Linked DNA regions of Sus scrofa: all the other regions are linked to region 1. The links are chromatin contacts, called in public Hi-C and promoter capture Hi-C maps. All regions are on one chromosome and are shown on one strand. The core of a region is the stretch at or near the end of the contact, and the rest is flanking DNA. Distances in the headings are between cores, read along the strand shown.

What was found. Promoter capture Hi-C pulls out the DNA fragments that hold promoters and counts their contacts. Hi-C and Micro-C count contacts between places; a contact is called where the count stands out from the background.
Region 2: a contact with region 1 is called in a Hi-C map of skeletal muscle, with 6 times the contacts expected there. The contact joins the promoter of TRPM4 here to the promoter of RRAS in region 1. A contact is called at or near these places in 4 of 47 Hi-C or Micro-C datasets (heart right ventricle, liver and skeletal muscle).
Region 3: a contact with region 1 is called in a promoter capture Hi-C map of fetal liver, with 2.9 times the contacts expected there. The contact joins the promoter of DHDH here to the promoter of RRAS in region 1. A contact is called at or near these places in 1 of 5 promoter capture datasets (fetal liver) and 1 of 2 datasets of contacts at active chromatin or transcription factors (alveolar macrophages).

What each region holds. Positions count from the first base shown.
Region 1 is chr6:54,682,166-54,686,162 of Sscrofa11.1, reverse strand. It overlaps RRAS (ras-related protein R-Ras), which reads left to right and starts at 1,449. Exons shown (of 6, transcript XM_003355998.3): 1 at 1,449-1,639; 2 at 3,523-3,610; 3 at 3,718-3,820; 4 at 3,920-3,997. The coding sequence starts at 1,487. It overlaps SCAF1 (splicing factor, arginine/serine-rich 19), which reads right to left and starts at 826. Exons shown (of 12, transcript XM_003127346.5): 1 at 395-826. The coding sequence starts at 451.
Region 2 is chr6:54,340,305-54,344,402 of Sscrofa11.1, reverse strand. It overlaps TRPM4 (transient receptor potential cation channel subfamily M member 4), which reads right to left and starts at 1,629. Exons shown (of 24, transcript XM_021094712.1): 1 at 1,495-1,629; 2 at 1,130-1,197. The coding sequence starts at 1,518. It overlaps HRC (sarcoplasmic reticulum histidine-rich calcium-binding protein), which reads left to right and starts at 2,765. Exons shown (of 6, transcript XM_003127287.5): 1 at 2,765-4,098. The coding sequence starts at 2,976.
Region 3 is chr6:54,209,015-54,213,116 of Sscrofa11.1, reverse strand. DHDH (dihydrodiol dehydrogenase) reads right to left here and starts at 2,424. Exons shown (of 7, transcript NM_214166.1): 1 at 2,335-2,424; 2 at 1,677-1,788; 3 at 846-1,009. The coding sequence starts at 2,424. It overlaps NUCB1 (nucleobindin 1), which reads right to left. Exons shown (of 13, transcript NM_001244488.1): 13 at 3,660-4,102.

The sequences.
Region 1 (3,997 bases), core at 200-2,699:
CGACGTACGCCGGGAGACGTAGTCCGCGCGTCGCCTCCGCCGCGCGGGGACTGCGAGGGGATGAGGGGTGAAGTGGGCGGGGTTGCGGTAGCGCGCGATTAAGCCCCATAGTGCCCTGCACGCGCGCGGAAAGAGCAGCGGAAAAGGAAGTGCCGTAAAGAGCGCTCAGCCTGACAGGTGCAAGGGAGTTGTAGTTCCGCGGAGTGAGCCGTGGGGGGGGGGGAAGCAGGACTGGCTGGAAGTTGCCCCGCCCACATTCTGGGGATCCCAGAATCCTGATGCCCAAGTTCTCTCTAAATTTAGAACCAAGAAGCCCGGCCCTACAGCTTCCTCCTCATTTACAACAGAAAAATCCAAATCCGATTCCTCTCAGAGCCGAGGGGTCCGGACTCACATTTCCCTCAGAAGTCCGAGCCCTCCTTCCTCTTAGATCCAGGAGTCGGGCCTTCATGCCTCCCTCAGACCATTCCTGGTCTCAAACGCCTTACGCGAACACAGGGGTTCGGGTACCCCATTCCAATTCCCTCGGATCCAGAATATTGGGTCCCCCCGCTCCTTCAGCCCTCGGACCGATGAGTCCGGGCCCTCAGCAATCTAGAAGCAAGGACCTCCAGAACTCCTCCTTCCAGGACCCAGGAGTCCAAACCTCCAGTCACAATCTCTCCTTGCGACCCAGGGGTCTGGGTCCTGGGCTTTCTCCTCCTTCAAGACTCGGAAATCCTGACCCTAGACCCTTCATAACCCAGGCGTCCCCGCTTGGGCGAGCTGGCTCATGAATTAGGAATGCAGTGATCTCACGGCCCCTCCCTTCCCGGTTACCCGCTGGCCCCCCTCCAGGGCCCCATCTCCCCTCCCAGTCTGTCTTCCGCTAGGCTGGGACAGCGGGAACCGGAAGCCTGGGTCCCGTAGCGGGCGGAGCCTCCATCACCCAACCCAGATGCCAGAGTCGGGAGCTTGGCTTGGGTCCCAGGACAGAGGTTAATTTCCCCTCAGGACTCGCTCCTTCCTCAGAGCGCGCCTATATACGGCCGCGTGCGCAAGACTCAAGCCCCGCCTACTAGAACAAGGCCTCGGGGACGGTACCCTGAGAAGCTAGCTGCAACACAGGGTTTCTCATTTACATAGTCCCACCCCGAACGATTTTCCGGACCCGTCTACGAAGAGAATAAGAACTCTTATTAGCATGGCTCCGCCCCCCCGGCCCGCCAGCCGAGAGCGCGTGGCGCTGCTCGGGGTGAGCACAGTTCTCTCATTAGCATGTTCCCGCCCCATTCGGAATTCCCCTTCTCAGCGACAGCCGTACTCCTATCCGTATTAGCATAGCTCCTCCTTTTCCCAGGTCTTGCCTGCCTCTAAGTGTCCCAAGTAAGGAGCCCTTCTTGCTGGAGCTCATGTTTATGCAGTACCCTTATTAACGTGGTCCGCCCCTAGGCCCCGCCCGGTCCCCCCCCCCGCCCCAGGCGGTAGCGGCGGCAGCGGCAGCGACATGAGCAGCGGGGCGGCGTCCGGGACAGGGCGGGGGCGGCCCCGGGGCGGGGGGCCGGGACCCGGGGACCCCCCACCCAGCGAGACACACAAGCTGGTGGTCGTGGGCGGCGGCGGCGTGGGCAAGAGCGCGCTGACCATCCAGTTCATCCAGGTAGTGGACCTTCACCCCGGGGGGTGCCCCCGGGACCCACCCAGACCTGAGCCCTTGGCGGGATCCCCAAGACTCCGGCTTCCCCTCCATCCATCACTGAGACCCTCTTATGAGGCTTTCTAATCTTAAAAATGTCCCCTCAGATGTGACCCTGAGCCCCTCAGGGCCTCCACCCCCTACATGAGGGACCTTCCTCCTGTCCTTGTATCCTGAGACCCACCACCCCTACCCCAAGTATCCAAAGCCCCGCTCCTCTGCTGACCTGACCCTGGATGCCTCCTGGGAGCACCCTAAATCCAGAAGAGTCAACCCATTTAGACCCTAAGCATTCTCATGGGCCCCCACCCCGCTCGGGGCCACCTCCTCGCACCCTGAGCCCTACCTCTCCCAAATCCCTGACCTCAGCTTCCCCTCTGAGCCGCTCAGTAACTGGGAGAATGCCCTTGACATTACCCCAACCTGGCTGTTTAGCCCCTTCAGAGACCTCCACCAGAAAGTAGAAATTATGCCCAGACTTGGCCCCTGAGATCCATCTAGGACTCCATCCCACCCCTGTCCTCAGGGAGACCCCCTCAGACCCAAGAGACTGCAAAAAGATCCTGCCCCTTGGCCATTCCCACTAAGACTCCAAGTTCTGGGGATCCCCCATCCCACCAGATCCAGACCCCTACCCTTCCTCAAGGAAAACCATCCACTCCTCCGTCGTGAGTTTTCCTCCACTCTGATCTCCTGAGCCCCTCTCAGAAATTCTGGTTAGCCCCCAGATCATTTCCATGGAAGAAGCCCCCAGAGTCTTGACACCTCCAGAAAGACCTGCTCCTTTGGAGTTTCTCTGACCTCTTAAATGTATCTCCAGGTCTCTACGACTCTCTAGACATGTACTTATATTCTATGACAACCCTCCCCCATGCTCTCCAGCCCCCAGTTCGCCCACCTGAGCTTCTCCCGGTTTACTCTGCAGACACACCCCTAAACCCCCCAGGGCCAGGCCCCTGCACTGCCCCTTACCAAGCACCCTCCACGACAGGCAGGATGCAGCCTTCGGACCCCCAGCAGCTGCCAGATCACCCCTTCTCTTCTGAAAATCCACCCTTGCCCAGGAAACTTCCACCCCTTTCCCCAGGGGAAACTCTCCCACCTGGGAGAAACCCTAGAAAGGTGTCTGCTCCAGGGATGCCACCCCTGAGGTCCCTGGGCCCCAGACCCCTGAAGAGACCCCAGACAGCGCGTGCATGGGAGCTCCTGTCTGGGTAGAGAAAGGCCCCAAGCCCTGGGCCCCTTGCACCCAGGGGCAGACCCAAAGCTGGCCCAGGGCCTGGATGGAGGCGGCCGGGACCCAGGCAGGAAGGGAGGGGCCCCGCCTGCGGGCGGGGCAGCGTCTCAGCAGCCGGATTGGAACCGGGATCTTCCCCTGGGAGGAGACACTGGAAGCTGCCCAGGGGGAGGGGGAGAGGGAGGAGGAGGAGGAGGAAGAAAAAAAGAGGGAAGAAAGGGGGAAGAACACATGCAGATATGCTGGATGGCAAAAGGTCCCAGTGACTGAGCGCCTACTATGCGCAGACGATATGAAATGCTTAACGAGGATTTTCCCTGAATCTCACACACTGGGTTGAGGGTAGCACTCTTTTGATCTTCATTTCCCCAGGGAGAAAATCGGGGTCAGGAGAGGGGCAGTGATTTAGAGGGGGAGTGATGTGTTCAATGCCGCATAGCCAGGGCATCATCCCGACTCGGGAAATGCAACTTTATATCAAAAAGAGGGATGGGGCCGGGAGCCCCTTGGAGAGAGGGGCCTGGGGAGCACAGGGGATAAGGGAGGCAGGCCTCCATCATCCCTGCTGGGACCCTGTAGTAAAGCGTCCTCTCCACCCCCCCCACTCCAGTCCTACTTCGTGTCTGACTACGATCCCACTATTGAAGACTCCTACACCAAGATCTGCACCGTGGATGGCGTCCCGGCCCGGCTGGACAGTGAGGGTGGCAGGGGAGATGGAGTGGGAGGGTGGCCGGGCTGCGGGCTTGTGGGGGTGGCTGGCGGGAGCCTGGTCCCCATGGAGGCCCCCTCTCCCCATCTGCAGTCCTGGACACCGCAGGCCAGGAGGAGTTCGGTGCCATGCGAGAGCAGTACATGCGCGCCGGCCACGGCTTCCTGCTGGTGTTTGCCATTAATGATCGGCAGAGGTGGGTGTTGTCTGGGGGTCGGGGGAGATGGGGGGGGGAGGTGGCGGAGTCAGCGGGGAGCACTGGGGCCCAGCTGCTGACCTGCGGCTTCATCCGCAGTTTCAACGAGGTGGGCAAGCTCTTCACGCAGATCCTCCGAGTCAAGGACCGAGATGACTTCCCCATCGTGTTGGTCGG
Region 2 (4,098 bases), core at 380-2,879, 340 kb after region 1:
TGGATACTAGTCGGGCTCATTTCCACTGAGCCACAAAGGGAACTTCTCAAACTCCAACTTTGTCACCTTTAAATGTCACCTCACTGCCCTCCCCTCCAGGAGCCATTGGTGACACCCCAAGGGCCTCCGCAGCCTCAGCCAGATGCCTCCTCTTGGCTCCCACCAGGCACAGTGGCATGTCTTTGGCAGCTCCCATCCTCTCGCCTTAGAATCCTCTTCCTCCCACCAAAGCAGAGGTTCCTAAACTTTCTGGACCACACTTCCATCTGCAAAAGGTTTTTGAGCACTCACCCCTAAATAATATGTCTATTTATACATAATTCAAGCCATCCTGCACTAATAAATTCATAATAATACGCATACCAAGTTAGGAATGTTGGTATTTCCCACACCCCAAAGATCATCTTGAGGACACCAGGAAGCCGGAAACCCCTTGAGAAAACATTGCTGAAGGCCAGGAGTCCCTAAGGGTGGCCACCGCCCAGCCACGGAGCACCAGCCCAGAGCCTGCACACACTAGGTAACTGCTACCTTCCTGGAGGAACCAGAGCTATTTTCCAGTGCTTACCATGTGCTGGGCACGTTCGGAAGTATCACAAGCATTAACTTGTTTAATTCGCGCAAGAATTCCAGCAGGTAGAGCCAGAGCCTGTTTTTATGCCCAGATGACGGATGAGGCCCAGAGAGGTGAAACGTTTTGCCCAAAGCCACACAGCACGTGTCCCAGCCGAGATTAGAACCCTAGCAGGGCCTGTGCTCTTGAAAATCATGCCCCCTTGGACGTGCGGAGTGAGGGTTTCTTGGAGGAGTGGACGAATGAATGAAACAGCGACAGTCGAGAGAGAAAAACAGAGAAAGTGACACCAGGAGGCGGAGACACACGGGAGAGACACGAGGAAGGAAAGAAACGGAACCCAGCCCTGGGGCTTTAACACGGACCCTGAGCGTGAGAAGGATTAGTTGGATGTGTTTGCAGAAGGACCGAAGCCCTCCCCGAGGGAGAGAGCCACCAGGGAACGCCCTTGGGAGTGTCTGCGGGGACAGGACTGGGGGAGGGGAGGAGCCGAAGGGCGGGGTCTGAGGTGGGCGGGGTGGACATCTGGGGTCGGTCCCCGGGTGGGCTCCTCACCCCGGATCTGTGGGGTCAACGATGAAAGTTGTGCACGTCTTCTTCTTGAAGATCTTGGGGATATAGCTCTGGGGACAAGAACAAGGGGTGAAGGGGAACCAGTTCAGTCCTAAGGGACACAGAGTGACTCACCCGCGCCCCAGCCTAGACCTAGGAGTCCAGGACCCCAGCGCCCGCCTCCCCCAAACTCAGGAGACTCGATTCCCCCCAGCCCCCATCTGTCCCCAAGGACCCAGGCGTCCGAGGCCCCAGCAGCCCCCTTCTTTGACCCAAGAATCTGGGTCTCCAGCGCCCTCCTCTCCGGGAACCAGGGGTCCCGGCCCCCAGCTCCCTGTTCCCTCAGACCCGGGGTCCGGCCGCTGTACCTGCTCCTTCTCCGCACCCACCATGCTGCTGCAGCCTCTGCAAACTATCCGACTCCCTGCATTCCCTCAACCAACCCGGGCTCTAGACGCGCCCGGGACAAACCGGATCCACTACGTCCCAGCCCAGCCTGGGCGGGGCCAGGTCTAGGGGGCGGGGAATCTCGGAGACGCGCAGAGCGGGAGGCGGGGCAAAGGGTCTGAGGGACCGGCAGGCGAGACCCGGGGAGAGGGGGCCGGGGACCCGGGGTGGGGGACAGGGACTCAGAGAGGAAATGCCAGTGATGAGGGAGAGGGCACACAAAAAGGGGATGGGATGGGGACACGAAGCCTTAGGTTGGGACAGGGAATCAGAAAGGGGGGACAGAGATTGGCGAGGGGCTACATCGACCCAAAGCGAGGGGGGGGTGCTTGGAAGGAAGTTGGCGGGGGCGGGGTGGGGGCGCGGCGGAGACACTCAGACTGAGAGGGAGAGACAGAAGCCTGAGAGTGAGAAGGGGACAGAATCCTGGGGAGGGGGACAGGGACTCCAAGAGAGCGGGTGAAGAAACAAGAACTGAGAGAAGGGAACCCACAGAGAAGGCTGGGAACCCAAAGAGCGAGGGGTGAGGACAGCAGTGATAGGATGAGGGGGAGGTACTGATACACAGGCAGGGCCCCCATGTCTCCTGCTAGCTCTCCAGGGACAGGGACAGCTGCAGCCTCCTGAGTAACCTGAGCCCCCTGCACACACACACCCCCTGCTGTATTTATAGCCCTGGCCTGGCCCCATCCCCTGCCCCCAGATCTGAGTTCCAGGGACAGGAGGTCATGGGTACGCACGCTGGAGCACAATTCCTCTCACCCCTGTCCAGGGCTTCCCTGTGGGCATCCACCATCTCAGCAAAGTCGCCCGTTCTGGCCGGAAACTCCCCATAATCTAACCCCCAATCCTTCCTTGGCAGGGGTCTCTCCCCTCAAATACACCCTTCCCGCTCCCCTCCTCCCATGGCCCGGGCTCCCCCCAAATTGGCCCACTGAAAATTTGACACCATTTTTGCAGCTGCCAAACCGGAACTTGTCGGCATTCAAAATCAAGTCCCTTGGCCCCCTCTCCTGGCCAAAGAGAGACCCCTTCTCTCACCCCCTCCCCAGCTGAGAGGAGAAAGAGCCGGAGGGGAGGGGCAGGCCGGGCCTAACCCAGAATAACTCCGGGCCGAAAGTAAATTTAGCCACAGAGAGGGGAGGGGAGAGACCCTATTGGCTGGGGAGCGGGAGGGAGGGGCGGAGGGGGTCAGGGGGTTCTGGAGATTGTCTCAGAGGGGTGTCTGGAGCCTGGCAGTGAGGGCCAGAGGGCAGAGACAGAGAGAGACACAGCAAAGGAAAGACACAGGGAGAAAGAAAGAGAAGGACCCCAAAGGGACAGGGACCCCAGTATTCATCGACATAGCCTCAGCCACAGCGGGAGCCAGCCCAGGGAGAAGCTCTGCTGCTGGTCTGTCCCCATGGGCCACCCTGGGCCATGGTTGCAGGCGTCTCTCCTCTGGGCTGCTGTGGCCAGCCTGCTCCTCCCCCCTGCTATGACCCAGCAGCTGAGAGGGGCTGGGCTGGGCCCCAGCAACTTGAACAACAACGCAGGCATCCCCGGGCCCACAGAGGACGCATCAGGCAAGTTCGGTCACTCCGGGCATAGCCATAGAAGCCATGGGGATGAGAACAGCGATGTCTCCACGGAGAGTGGGCATCATTTCTGGGCCTCTGGAGACCACGGAGAAGAGGAAGAAGATGTCTCCAAAGCAGCCCATCCCCGCCAAGGCCACAGGTACCAAGGCCACGAGGTGGGAGATGAGAACATCTCTGAGGAGGAGGGAACCACAGCGCATGCTCCGCAGGCGGGTGGGCACAGAGGCCGTGGGAGCAAAGACATGGATGATTCAGCTGAGCCCAGGCACCACTTCCCCAGCCATGGGAGCCACGGCCACCAAGACGAGGATGAGGATGAAATTGTGTCCAGCGAGCGACACCATCATATCATCAGGCATGTACGCCGAGGCCATGGAGAAGAGGAGGAGGAAGAGGAGGAGGAAGGCGGCATCTCCACCGAGTATGGACACCAGGCCCACGGGCACCGAGACCACGGGATGGAAGAGGACGAAGACGTCTCAGCTGGACGTCACCATCACGGCCCCAGCCACAGACACCGAGGCCATGAAGAAGAAGAAGATGACGACAATGACGGTGACTCCGCTGAGTACAAATATCAGACGCACGGGCATCAAGGCCACGAGAAGGAAGAGGATGGAGACGTCTCAGACTCGCACCACCATCATGTCCCTGGCCACGGACACCCAGGCCACAGAAATGAGGAAGATGAGGATGAGGTCGTATCCACTGAACACTGGCACCAGGTTCCCAGACATACCCACCATGGCCTTGGAGATGAGGAGGAGGAAGGAGAGGAGGAGATCACGGTCAAGTTCAGCCACCATGCTGCAAGCCCCCAAGCCCAAGGCCACAAGAGCACTGAGGAGGAGGAGGACTTCCCAGACGAATATACGAGAGAGAGCCCTGGTCGTCACCACCCCGGGGTCCTCAAGGAGGAAGATGAGGACATCTCCACCAAGCTTG
Region 3 (4,102 bases), core at 1,175-3,674, 470 kb after region 1:
GGGCAGCTATTGTGACTACTGGCAGAACCTACGGCAAAGTATGTTAGAACCAATATACTCTAACATGAAAAATAGCTTCCAGGGAGTTCCTGTTGGCTCAGTAGGTTAAGAACCCAAGTAAATAAAGAAAAGAAAGAAAATAGCTTCCAGAGCTCATCTGGTAGCCATTTTAACTGCTGGCATTATTCAATGCTGTTTGGTGGCCATTTAATTTAATTTATCATTTTTCCTTTTTATTTTTGGGCAGGGTCCTCGGCTTGTGGAAGTCCCCTGGGCCAGGGATCAAACCCATGCCACAGCAGTGACCAGAATCACAGTTGTGACAATGCAGGATCCTTAACCCACTGAGCCACCAGGGAACTCACTGCCTTTTTTTCCGGTGGCCATTTTAATTATTGGCAATCTGCAAGATGTCAAAGGCCCCCATAAGTAGACAAGTCTCAAAGGCCAAAAAAAAAGGGCACTTTGACATTGAGAGTTATTGGTAGGGGATTCTGACCTCTATCCCTAGAAATCCATCCAAACTAAGCTCACCGCCATTTTTTGCCACTTTCACTATTGGCATCTTTTTCTGAAAGGGTGACAAAGGATCCTTCAGGCGGCCATGTTTGCTAAGAGCCAAAAGCAGTGGCTTCTACCCATGGGAAATATTGCGAGCAGATTCCAAGGAGTAGCCCAACTACATCCTGACAAACCCAAGGACCTTGGTTCAATTTGTAGCCATCTTAACTCTTGGCAAACCCATGCTTGTGCTCCCCCGCAAATGACCACCAGTGACCTGCAGCCAGGTTGGGTAATAGCAAGTAGCGCCACGATGGGTGTTGGAAGGGCCCCTGCACCCTCACCTCCATTAGGAAGAGGCCTCGGGATCGGGCCTCGGCAACCATTTCACGCACTTCCGCGGCGTTCACGCCCATGGGCTTCTCGCACAGCACGGCCTTGCCAGCTGCCAGGCAAAGCAACACCGTGGCCTTGTGCTGGGGGTGCTGGGTGCCAATATAGGCCACCTCTAGGGCGGGAGAAAAGAGGTCAGGAGATCGGCAGCCCCGCCCACCGAGCCTTCAGGGATCGCCCACCACTAAAAGCCCCGCCCCCAGCATCCCAGGAATCGGTTTCCCTCCAAGCTTGGCGGACGTCCTACAGCGGTGACCAAACACTAGCCTCCCTAATTCGTAGAAACTAACTAATCATCCTCTACCGTCATTCTGTTTTCCTCAGATTATTTCCAGCCTTCTAGAATTAACGTATTAAATCATTTAATTCTCACACCACCACCAAGAAGTAGAGACGATTATTTTGCCCGTCTTTCAAGTGAGGCAATTGAGAAGAGCGAGGAGAGGAGAAAAATGCCAACTCAAGTCCCCTGACTCTAGAGACTGCTCCGCCCCATCCAGGCTACTCTGATAACGCAGAACCAGAGTCTAAGGTCATATTTAAACCCTGAAGGACTTCCCGAGAAATTCAAGCTTTGCCTTTACCGCGGAGGTAGATCCTCCTAACGGCAATTTCACGTTAGACGCTTAATATCAGACAAAACTGATTCCTATCACTCCGGCGCCCAGTTCAAAGTTCTTCCAGAATCTCTGAGAGAAGGGCTCAACCCGCCAGTTTTGCATCTCCCACGCAGCAGCCTAGAGGCAGCGTGCCAGTGGTGCCCGGGAGCCCTGGCAACTTACCCACGTTCGGGTCCTTGGCCAGTTCCTCATAGGAGCCATAGGCCTTGGGGATGTCGTGTTTCCGCGCAAACTCCTTTGCCCGGCTCAGATCCCGGGCCGCTACCGCCACCACCTGGAGGGGCGCCACGGTCAGACTTGAGGGGCTGGGATGGGTGTGAAAGACAGATGTATGGGGGCGGGGAGGAAAGAGGTGATGGAGACGGCCTCGATACGGGGAGAAATTACAGCCCTCCGAGACGGGGGTGCAAGGAATTTTTTTTTTTTTTTTGGTCTTTTTGTTATTTCTTTGGGCCGCTCCCGCGGCATATGGAGGTTCCCAGGCTAGGGGTCGAATCGGAGCTGTAGCCACTGGCCTACGCCAGAGCCACAGCAACGCGGGATCCGAGCCGCGTCTGCAACCTACACCACAGCTCACGGCAACGCCGGATCCTTAACCCACTGAGCAAGGGCAGGGACCGAACCCTCAACCTCATGGTTCCTTGTCGGATTCATTAACCACTGCGCCACGACGGGAACTCCCAGGGAATTTTAGGTTGTTTCACCGCCTTGGAGATTCAGAAGTACAGAACCCCAGCTCCCTCCTCCCTCAGACCCGGGAGTCCCCCTCTGCGCCCACCCCTCCCCTGCTCTTCTACGGGCCTCCGGAGGGAGGGCGGACCTGGTGCTCAGAGCGAGGCAGCAGCCGCAGCACCGTCGTGAAGTCGCTGGAGATAAGGCCGGCTGACACGATGCCCCAGCGAAGCGCCATCGCCCCAACCCCGAGTCTCAAAGGTCCCCACTTTCTCCCGGAGCAAGTCAAAGACCGGAGGCCCCTTGCTCTGAGGGGTGGCCCTTTTCTCCGCCCCATCGCCCTTACGTTACTCCTCATTGGCCACTGGGCCGGTGCCCGCCTTCATTCCCAGAGCCAGGCAGGAGGTTATATAATTCTCGCGTCCCCATTGGAAGAGCTACTGTTGGCTCCGCCCAATGGGGGGTGGGCTAGAAACACTTCGTTCTTCGCTCTGTGACAGAAAGGGAGGGGGCTTTCTGTTCTTGCCAACTTCGATCCAAGAGCCCTGTCGCCTTTCATCGCTCCGCCGACTCGTTTGCTCAGAACATCGTGTTTCCGCGCAAACTCCTTCGCCCGGGAACGGGGAACTGCCGGGCTAGAGAGGAAGAGGGAGAGGAGGGGGAGAAGGAGAGGGGATAGTAATAGCAAAGATAACATTTTTACTGATATTTATTACTTAATATTTATACGACTCCTGTGGTAACCCAGGCAACCGAGGCTCCCAGCTCCGAGCTTTACTTTCCTCATCCCCAATTTCTTACTTTATTTTTTACCTTTGCTTTTAAGGGCCGCACCCGCGGCATAAGGAGATTCCAAGGCTAGGAGTCGAATCGGAGCTGCAGCCGCGGGCCTACACCACAGGCAAAGCAACGCCAGATCTGAGCTGCGTCTGCGACCTACAGCACAGCTCACGGCAACGCTGGATCCTTAACCCACTGAGCCAGGCCAAGGATCGAACCTGCATCCTCATGGTTCCTAGTCGGATTTGTTTCCATTGAGCTATGACAGCAACTCCTTTTTAAAAAAATGTTACTTTTCTGAGTTCCCGTTGTGGCTCAGTGGTTAACCGATCCGACTGGGAACCATGAAGTTCCTTTTTTTTTCTTTGCTGTCATGCCCATGGCATGTGGAAGTTCCAGACAAGAGATGGAACCCATGTCATGGCAGCAACAGGAGCTGCTTCGGTGACAAGAACGTTAACCTGCTGCACCACAACGGCAACTCCTGAATCTATCTTAAAGAATGAGGACAGAGTTCCTGGGTGGCCTAGCAGTTAAGGATCTGGTGTTTTCACTGCTGTGACTTGGGTTACTGCTGTGTGTGCCAAGTTCGATCCCTGGCCGCGGCACAACCCCCCCAAAAATGGAGAATGAAGATGAAGCACAGATGGAGTTTTGGAAGGAACAGTATTTACAAAGAAACGGAGGCATTGATTTGTTCCAGAAAGTGTATTTGGATGGAACCAGAGTACAGAGCAGGACAGGGAGTCACATGAGATAAGGCCAGAAAGGTAGGCAGGGCCTCCCACATGAGGCTGAGGGGCTGGAAGCCATCCTGGGGCGAGGTCAGCTCCGGGCCCCCTCTGGGGCTGTGGGGGAAAGGGCTAGGGGTCAAGTCGTCAGGGAGGAGGCAGAGGTGGCTGGAAGGCAGGGTCAGGGAGAGCTGGCGCTCCTGGGATCAGAGCTGGGCAGCGCTGCTAAGGGCTCTTCTGGTCCTCACACCCAGCCTGGGGGAAGATGCTGTCTTTGAGGCGTTGCTGGTCCCACAAAAGGTTGAGAAACATCATGAGGGACCACCCAAGCCCTGTCAACCAAGAGAACTGAGCAGCCAGCAGGACTCCAGCAGCTGTGAGGACACGGGATGCTATGGTGGCAAC